Linked DNA regions of Mus musculus: region 1 is linked to region 2. The links are chromatin contacts, called in public HiChIP or PLAC-seq maps. All regions are on one chromosome and are shown on one strand. Each heading gives the region's core, a stretch centred on a gene start, on an enhancer-like site or on the middle of the called end of the contact. The rest is flanking DNA. Distances are from core to core; before and after follow the strand shown. Region 1 overlaps Crtc3 (CREB regulated transcription coactivator 3). Region 2 has its middle 8.0 kb from the start of Zfp710.

Region 1 (4,449 bases), core at 358-2,857, 620 kb before region 2:
GGGTGTGGGACTGTCGCACAGTGGTGCAGTGCTTGAGTTGCAGGCATGGGCCACCCCTGGCTTCCTCTTCGTTGATGTGTCTACCCCTGTACCAGTGCCACACTGTTTGACTAATTACTATAGGTTTATATTACACTTATACATATTGATTTATTTTCATGTGGCTTTTCAGTCCCTAGCTCCCACCCCCAGGCTATTGAATGTTTATTTCCACGATGGTTTTTAAGTTTATCTTATTTTTATTTTAGGCTCATTTGGGGTTTTAGAGGTTTGAATGAGAATGGCCCCCATAGGCTGATGTATTTGAATCCTGGGTCCCCAGTTATTGGAGCAGTTGGAGAGAAGGATTAGATGGCATGGTTTTGTTTAAGGACATTTGCCAATAGGGGCAGACTTGGAGGTTCCAAGAGCCCAGACAATTTACACTTAACTCTCTGCCTCCTACTGTGGCTCTAAATATACTCTTAGTTACTGATCTAGCACCAGGCCTGTCTGCCTGCTGCCGTGCTCCTGGCCAAGATGGGCGTGGAACCGAGCCCTCTGAAACTGAACCACCAGTAAACGCTGTCTTCTTAAGTTGCCTTGGTCTTGGTGTCTTATCACAGCAAGAGAAAAGTAACCAAGACAAAAGTATTTTTAAAAGCAGTGTTGTTAATAACGTTTGCACTGCTAAGCAGTGCCATTAGACTCATGTTTCAGGGGCTTCTTCTGACTGCAGTGTGGAAGCAATGTAGAGGTGACAAGAATAAAGACCAAAAGTCTGTTATAGCTCACCATGGTGTCACACCATGTGGATCCGGTAAGTTTCAGACCAGCCTGGGCTACACAAGTGGGACTTTGACTCAAAACAATCAAAAATAAAACAGCAAATCCCAAGGCTTTTTCAGATACGGAGGGGAAAGTGGATGGAGTTAAGGAGGAAGGGTGTGGGAGACACGGGGTCATCGGGGACACCATAACCAGCATCGCGTATGGCCCAGGGGGAGAGGGGAAAGGGAAAGTGCTCAAGGGGGGCCCCAAACACTGGGCTTAGGCAGCCCCATGGGGCCAGTGCCTGAGGAAGTGCAAAGTGACAAGTTAGTGCCAGGTGAGAGGGTGGCGCACAGTGACCTCCACTGAAGTGCCAGGCACCCAGCCCTTGGGGCGTTGACTGCAGTCGGCAGCTCTGGAGAGATCTGGGCTGTTGGTAGAGTGTGTGACTGACCACTTCCTGGAGAAGTTAGCATTTGAAGGATGGCTCTTGTGTTCAGAAGTCTGCAGAGACAGGAATCATGGAATCATGGAACAGGTTCTAAAATATTACACATAATCCCAGTTTCAGATACTTGAGATATCAGTGACTTAGGTACTGAAAAGTCCATTTGTATTTAGTGACAAGGAAAGGCTGTGGTGCCCTGGGAGTTTCAGTGGAGTGGACAGGGCTGGGAGTTGAGAGCTGAGCAGGGTACTGAGGAGGTGTGGCTGCTCAGACTGCTTGGAGGGAGAATGGTGAATCCTTCTGTCCTGCCCCTCCCCCAGCTTCACGCGTGAGAGCCTTCCTTGGCTGGGCTCATGTGCTCATGGGAAGAGCCAATAGAGGAGAAAGAGGAAGAAGTGTGTGTGTGGGGGGGTGGGGGGTGAGATCCTGGCCCTGTCAAGGGCTTAGAGAAACCGTGGTCTGTGGGGGAAACTACCCCACTGAGGATATGGACAAGTGAAAGATAGCAAAGAAACAGTGTCGCAGTCCCAGCTCTCCAGAGGCTGGAGCAGAAGGATTACTGAAGAAAAAAGAAGACAGGAGGAGGAGCAGCTGTAAACAAAACTGAAGGTGGAATCAGCCCAGGGATTTAGTGAAAGAGTGAGAATGTTTAAAGAGCAAGACCAACAAGGTAGCCCAGCTGTTAAAGGATTGCTGCCATGCCTGATGATTGAGTTCAGTCAGCAGAACACGCATGGTGGAAGGAGAGACCTGAGTCCTGAAAGTGCTCTGACCACTACACGTGGGCTGTGGCATGTGTGCTGCCCTCCACACTACCCTGTCCTACCTTCACATAAAAGTAAATACCTATTTTTAAAAAAGTAACATTAAAAAGCAATTGCTGAGGACATGGACTCAGCTCAGTAGCAGGACCCTGAGTTTAATCCCTAGTATTGAAAAAAAAATTAAAAAATAAAAAGTGGGTTGGAGTAATTCAGTAAACCCAGGAAGACGTGGGTTCAATCCCCGGAACACTCATAAAAGCCAGGTGTGCTGTGCTTGTAATCTGGGCCCTGAAGAGCTGGAGTCACTGGCCAGTCTGCTTAGCAAGTTCCAGAGCAGTGAGAAAGTCTTTCAGAAAAGAGCGGTAATGGACCAGAGGTGCCTCCTCACATGCACACACAGCTGCATCAGTCCATATACATTATAGCCAGCTGTAATGTATACCATGTTACTATCCGTGCTAAAAGAGAAGAGTAGAAGTAAGGTCCGCTCCCACTTGCTGTGCTTACACAGTCGTTCATTGAAGGGCTCATGCAGCCATTACCCTGGCTGTCTATCAGGAAGCAAGAAGGGGAAATGGGATCAGCGGTGTCTCACACTCTCAATCTTTATATTTTTCATTTGTTGAGAGTGTGAATAAATACTTATTTTCTTTTTGAAACAGTGTCTCGTGTAGCTCAGACTGCCTTCAGTTTGCTGTGCAATTGAGGATGACCTTGAACTGTTTTGGGGTCCACCTCCTACCTCTGTGTGCTGGGAGTACAGCTGTGTGACCACCATGCCCTGTTACGGGGTGCTGAGATGGAACCAAGCTTTGTACATGCCAGGCCTGCACTTTACCGCCTGAGCTGTCTTCCCAGCTGTGGACCAGGATTTTCCCAGTTACTCTTGACCCTAAGTGCCCCTGACTTGTCTGTTCAGCAGCTAAGAAACAAACCCTTGCTTTTAGTCTGAGAGAACTTTGCCTTTATTTGACTCTGCCTACTGGGACCAGCATCCTCCGGGAAGCATTTCTGCATCCCTGGGTCAGGGAGGAGGTGTGCATGCCATCTGCTGCACCTGGTCCTCTGCTTCAGCTTCAGCTTCAGCGAATGGGCTTTAAGGTTGGCTTATAGCCCCAGAAAGAAGAGCAAGCCAAGGTTAGCATCCTCATTAAGCTGACACTCACCCTGGCTCTCTCCACAGCCCAGCTATGACACAAACCAGTGACAGTCAGTGCGTCAGCTTGTCACCCCATCACTATTACAAATGATTCCCAGAAACTATAAAACCTCAAATATTCCCCCAAGTAAGCAGAAGTAAGAAACACAGAAAGTCAAAGTGGGGGACAGGGTTCTAGCTTCCTCATTTCATTCCAGTGTTGGAACAAATGGTGAAATGGTTGCACGGATTAGCGCACTTTATATATGTCACACAGGTTAGCACACTTTATATATGTCACACAGGTTAGCACACTTTATATAAGTCACAAGGGTTATAGCACACTTTATATATGTCACAAGGGTTAGCATACTTTATATACGTTACAAGGGTTAGCACACATCATGTTCTTCGTTCCATGCTGATTGTGACTTTCACTTGAAGCATCAGATGAAATAATAATAATAAAATCACCTCAGAGCATTCAGATCCTGGATGAGGGAATAAAGTTCAGGGGCAGAGTCCTTGCCTAAAACTTGTACTGAGACCCTGGTGTCCCCACTGTCACAAAGAAGAGAAAGGAAAACAGCTCATTATATAAACAAAGACATTGAAGTTCCACAAATATACCAGCTCCACTCTCCGCCATTTCTCTGTACCCATTTTCAGTGTAGCAAGCAAAGTAGATGGTCTGCCCCCCGAGGGCTGTGTTAGGGAGGACACCGCGTCAGCACTCAGCTTTCCCTCATGAAAATCCCTGGGTGCTAGATGTTTCAACCCAGACTGGGGGCCTTATACACCACTGTTCTGTGGTCTGGACGGTCACTGCTAGTGAGCCTGTGAGAAGTCAGTGAAGGGTCACTTGTCAGCTTTCCTTACGGTGGCTCAGGAGCTCCTAAAGTCTGTGGGCTGGACTGTGTGACAAGTGAAGCCAGTTGTACTGGGCTCGGTTCTCCCTTCCACGTGGAGGCAGAAGCCGGGGCTTCAGATAGGAGGCAACTCCGTCCAGGTCCTACACGTTTGCCTATTTGGCAAAGATTTCAAACCAATTTAACTCAGCTATAAGTAAGCAACCAGATCCAGTTTTGGTTAAATGGAGAATTCAGGAAAGAGGGAAGGAGGAAAGAAGGAAGGGGAAAAAAAAATTAAAACAGAAACTTACATTCCCAAAAGAATCTGGTTCTCCAGACCTGTTCTCTCTGGGTAGCTTGGTTCCTCGTGGGGACAACTGACTGTAAATCTTTAGCAGCCTGTCATCTGAGCAGATGCCCTCCGGAGACAGGGACTGCTTTGAGGACACTGCAGCTGGGCTAGAAGCTGTTTAACAGAGGACCGCACTCTGAGGATAT
Region 2 (4,464 bases), core at 207-2,706:
CCTTCCGGGATCACAACTAGCTTCCCACTATCTTTCTTACCTGTTGCCTCCCTGGGAGAACCTGTCTGGGCAGATGCCCCGCCTCAGTAACATCTCAGTAACTAAAGTAATTAATGTTCATTTCTTGGCTTTGCTAGAAAGAATGAAATTTAGCAGCTAGTGACAGAACATACCAGACACTGTATCTTGTAAATTGTGAAAGCCCATTGGTGCCAGGTGATCCCAGTGAGGGCCAAGCCCAGATGTTACTGTGTAGCTAACACCCTGATTTACTGTAAGCAGAAGAGAATCTTCCAGATTGACACTAGAAAGCGATCAGCTGTTTCTATTACAAGTAACACATATAGGCCTCTTTCCAGCATTTCAGGACCCCAGAGTGGTCTCTCCTAGGTAAAACTGGAAGATAGGTGTGTTTTAAGATTCATGAATCAAAAAAAGGTTTATGAATCCTCAATTTCCTGAGGGAGGAGCGGTTATCTTTCAGGCCTTGAGTTTGAGGGGTCCTATAAGCCAGGAAAAGAGATGGAGTGTACCCTTCCCCTATGCCCCGACTACACTAACATCTATTAGAGTGACTGACGCTATGGGGAGATTAACTGGTGCTTAGTAAGACCTGTGTCTCTTGCCAGACATGGTGGCACACACACCTTTGATCCCAGCACTGAAGAGGCAGAGGCAGACAAATGTCAGAGTTCGAGGCCAGCCTGGTCTACACAGTCTCAAAAGAACAACAAAACAAACAAACAAACAAACAAAAACAAAAGGACCAGTGTCTTCCATAGGATAAGCCAGTGGAACCTTTTTTAAATCTATCAGCAGTATTTAATTGTAATATCTAATATTCCATGTTTTCTTAGCTTTTGGTTTTTCCAGCCAGGTGTTTCTCTGTGTAGCCCTGGCTACCCTGGAACTCACTCTGTAGTCCCAGCTTGAACACAGAGATCCACCTGCCTCTGCTGCCTGAGTTCTAGGATTAAAGTGGTGGGATTAACTACCTTTCTCATGCTTTGAAATTTGGTTTTTAAAATCAAATCTCCCAACTAGCATCCAGCCATGGAAAGGGGGAAGACTCCAGGGGAGATGACGTGGACGCTGCAGGAACCACAAGCTGGGGTGGCGTGCCTGACCATATACACTGCCTAAGACATCTGGAGAAAAAGTGTGATGTGGTACACCTGTAATCCCACCCCCGTAAGAATCAGAGAGGAGCCGGGCATAGTGGCGCACGCCTTTAATCCCAGCACTCGGGAGGCAAAGGCAGGTGGATTTCTGAGTTCGAGGCCAGCCTGGTCTACAAAGTGAGTTCCAGGACAGCCAGGGCTATACAGAGAAACCCTGTCTCGAAAAACCAAAAAAAAAAAAAAAAAAAAAAAAAAAAAAAAAGAATCAGAGAAGAGAATTAGTTCAAGGTCAGCTGTAGCTACATCATAAATTTGGGGCCTGCCTGCGCTACAAGAGTCTCTGTTTCCCTTCTCCTTTCTCCCAGAAAAGAAGAAAAAAGAAAACTAACAAAGTCAGATGTCTGTAATTCCAGTACTTGGGAATGGGAGGCCAGAGAATCAGGAGCCCAAGGTCACCCTCGGGTACAGAGTGAGTGTGAAGCTAGCTATCGGGAGCTAACTTCACACCCCACCCTACCCCACCCCCACCCCAGAAAAAAAAAAGAGGAAGAAACATTTGCCACAGAAAAGTTTCATAATGGTAATAAACAGGCAACGGCCAGCTTCCTTAAACAAATGAGTAATGTATAAATAAGACCATGATTATATTAATTATTATGGGAGGGTAAAGTTGATGCAAAACTTGGTCAGATTCAGGGAAGTTTGGCCTGAAGCGATGGCTCAGTGCTGAAGATCAATATCGGGTTTTTCTATATAGGGTTTCTCTCCGTAACCTTGGCTGTCCTGAAGCTTGCTCTGTAAACAAGTTGAACTCCCAGAGATCTATCAGCCTCTGCCCCTGGAGTGCTGGGGTTAAAAGTGTGCACCACCATGCCCAGCTTAAAACTATATTTTAAAAAGGAAAGTTTAATAGTTTCTACCTCTTGATTTTTTTTTTTGTAAGTCTAGTTCTAGAATTTTTATTTTATTTTTTCATAACACTGGAATTGAACCTTGGACCCTGCACAGGCTGGGCAAGAACTCTATCGCTATACTAGATCTTCAACTCTCTCTTCAGTTTAGTTAAAAAAGAAATTATGTGTGAACCTGTATGTCTGTGTACCATGTGTGTACAGTGCCCAAGAAGGCTAGAAGGAGGTACAGACTCCCCTAGGTTTAGAGCTAGAAGTGGCTGTGAGCCTGGGAATTGAACCAGGGTCCTCTGGAAGAGCAGCCAGTGCCCCTAACTGCTGAGACATCTCTTCAGCACTTTCTTCTTAGATTTTGTTGGCTTTTTGTTTGTTTGTTTGTTTGTTTGTTTGTTTGTTTTGAGACAGGGTTTCTCTGTGTAGCTCTGGCTGTCCTGGAACTCACTTTGTAGGCCAGGTTGGCCTCGAACTCAGAAATCCGCCTGCCTCTGCCTCCCAAGTGCTGGGATTAAAGGCGTCCCACCACCGTTTTGTCTGCTGTGTCTGAGTGAGTGGGTACCACATGTACAAATGTCTTTGGAGGCTATAAGAGGACCTCAGATCTTCTGGAGGTACAGGCGGTTGTGAGCGGCCCAACATGGGTGCTGGGAGCTGAATCTGGTCCTCTGGAAGAGCAAGCATTCTTTTTTTTTTTTTTTTTTTTTTGGTTTTTTGAGACAGGGTTTCTCTGTATAGCCCTGGCTGTCCTGGAACTCACTTTGTAGACCAGGCTGGCCACGAACTCAGAAATCCGCCTGCCTCTGCCTCCCGAGTGCTGGAATTAAAGGTGTGTGCCACCATGCCCGGCTCTAAGAGCAAGCATTGTTAACTGCCGAGTCAGTTCTCCAGCCCCTTGGTTTTAAATCTTCAGATGTCATGCTAAGTTACCCAGGATGCCCTTGAACTCCCTCTGTATCCTAGGCTGTTCTTGTTCCTGCCTCTGCTCTCTAATAGCTAGGATTATAGTCCCACAGCACCAGGCCCTGAAAGTTCTAGAAGTTGGAGAATTGATCACTCTTCCTAATAGGAATGTTTATCAAAGTGTTAGCATATTAGCAAACATGGAAAATAAAAACGGAAAATGAAGGAAGAAAAGAACCTAATATCCCACAATTTGGGCATACTAGGCAAAGGTTCTGCCATTGAGTGAGCCACACCGGGTAATGGGCAAGATTTTGAAAAATACTTAACCGTGGAGAATGTTCCTAACACCCCTAATTAGATAGTAAATTATACATAAATCAGTATTATATTTTTGTAAGTTTGTGCATATATGTATCTTACCCAGAAAAGCACATATAAAATACCTGGGGGGAAAATGTACATTAAAAAGTTATTTTCCAGCTGGGCATGGTGGTGCACGCCTTTAATCCCAGCACTTGGGAGGCAGAGGCAGGTGGATTTCTGAGTTCGAGGCTAGCCTGGTCTACAAAGTGAGCTCCAGGACAGCCAGGGCTACACAGAGAAACCCTGTCTCAGAAAACCAAAAAAAAAAAAAAACAAAAAAACAAAAAAAGAAAAAGAAAAAAAAAGAAAGAAAAAAAAGAAAAAGAAAAAGAAAAAAAAGAAAAGAAAAGAAAAAGAAAAAAAAAGTTATTTCCCAGCTGGGCAGTGGTGACACATACCTTTAATCCCAAAACTCAGAGGGCAGTGGCAGGTGGATCTTGTATTTCCAGGCCACTCTGGTCCACAGAGTGAGTTCCAGGACTGCCAGAGTTACACAGAGAAACTCTGTCTCAAAACAACAGCAACAAAAACGTATTGTCTTAGTTACCTTTTTCTGTTTTTTGTTGTTGTTGTTGTTTTGTTTATTTATTTATTCATTTTTATTTATGGTTTACAGATGGTTGTGAGCTACCATGTGGTTGCTGGGAGTTGAACTCTTGACCTTCAGAAGAGCAGTCGGGTGCTCTTACCCACTGAGCCATCTCACCAGCCCTGGTTTTGTTTTTTTGAGACAGGGTTTCTCTGTGTAGCCCTGGCTGTCCTGGAACTCACTCTGTAGACCAGGCTGGCCTCGAACTCAGAAATCCACCTGCCTCTACCTCCCAAGTGCTGGGATTAAAGGCATGCGCCACCACGCCCGGCTTTTTTTTCCTCTTCCTTGAACAAGCCATATTTCTCCCTTCCCACATCTAGCTTTGCTAAAGCGTGTCTAACTGGTATGTAAAGGCTGCATTCGATTCATGTACGAACCTTGGTATGTTTGCAGGAGTGTGTGCCACAGGTTACAACAGCAGTGCAGGGGCTTCACAAGTACATCTCTCCCTTCCAGAAATTTCCTGGTCCTTCTTGTTTTGTTTTGTTTTTTAAATATTTATTTATTTATTTATTTATTTATTTATTTATTTATTTATTTATTATATACACTGTAGCTGTCTTCAGACACTCCAGAA

What was found. HiChIP or PLAC-seq counts read pairs in DNA pulled down with a chosen protein or histone mark.
Region 1: an H3K27ac HiChIP or PLAC-seq map of large pre-B cells shows a contact between it and region 2, with 2.5 times the contacts expected there. The contact joins two enhancer-like sites. A contact is called at or near these places in 1 of 39 promoter capture datasets (pre-B cells), 1 of 115 datasets of contacts at active chromatin or transcription factors (large pre-B cells) and 1 of 9 other capture datasets (liver).

Annotation. Positions count from the first base shown.
Region 1 is chr7:80,638,774-80,643,222 of GRCm38.p6, reverse strand. All of the region lies in intron 2 of Crtc3 (CREB regulated transcription coactivator 3), which reads left to right. Gm15880 (predicted gene 15880) reads right to left here. Exons shown (of 5, transcript NR_040343.1): 3 at 4,263-4,449; 4 at 3,575-3,661; 5 at 1-1,254. Among named protein-coding and RNA genes, the nearest start is that of Gm15880, 5.0 kb to the right of the region's middle. Within about 2 kb of position 1,607, at least 123 of the 459 cell types and tissues checked have an H3K27ac peak or open chromatin away from gene starts, as enhancers often do. A contact at or near this core is called in liver and pre-B cells, where this site is marked.
Region 2 is chr7:80,015,958-80,020,421 of GRCm38.p6, reverse strand. No RefSeq gene overlaps it. Among named protein-coding and RNA genes, the nearest start is that of Zfp710, 8.0 kb to the left of the region's middle. Within about 2 kb of position 1,456, at least 60 of the 459 cell types and tissues checked have an H3K27ac peak or open chromatin away from gene starts, as enhancers often do. A contact at or near this core is called in liver and pre-B cells, where this site is marked.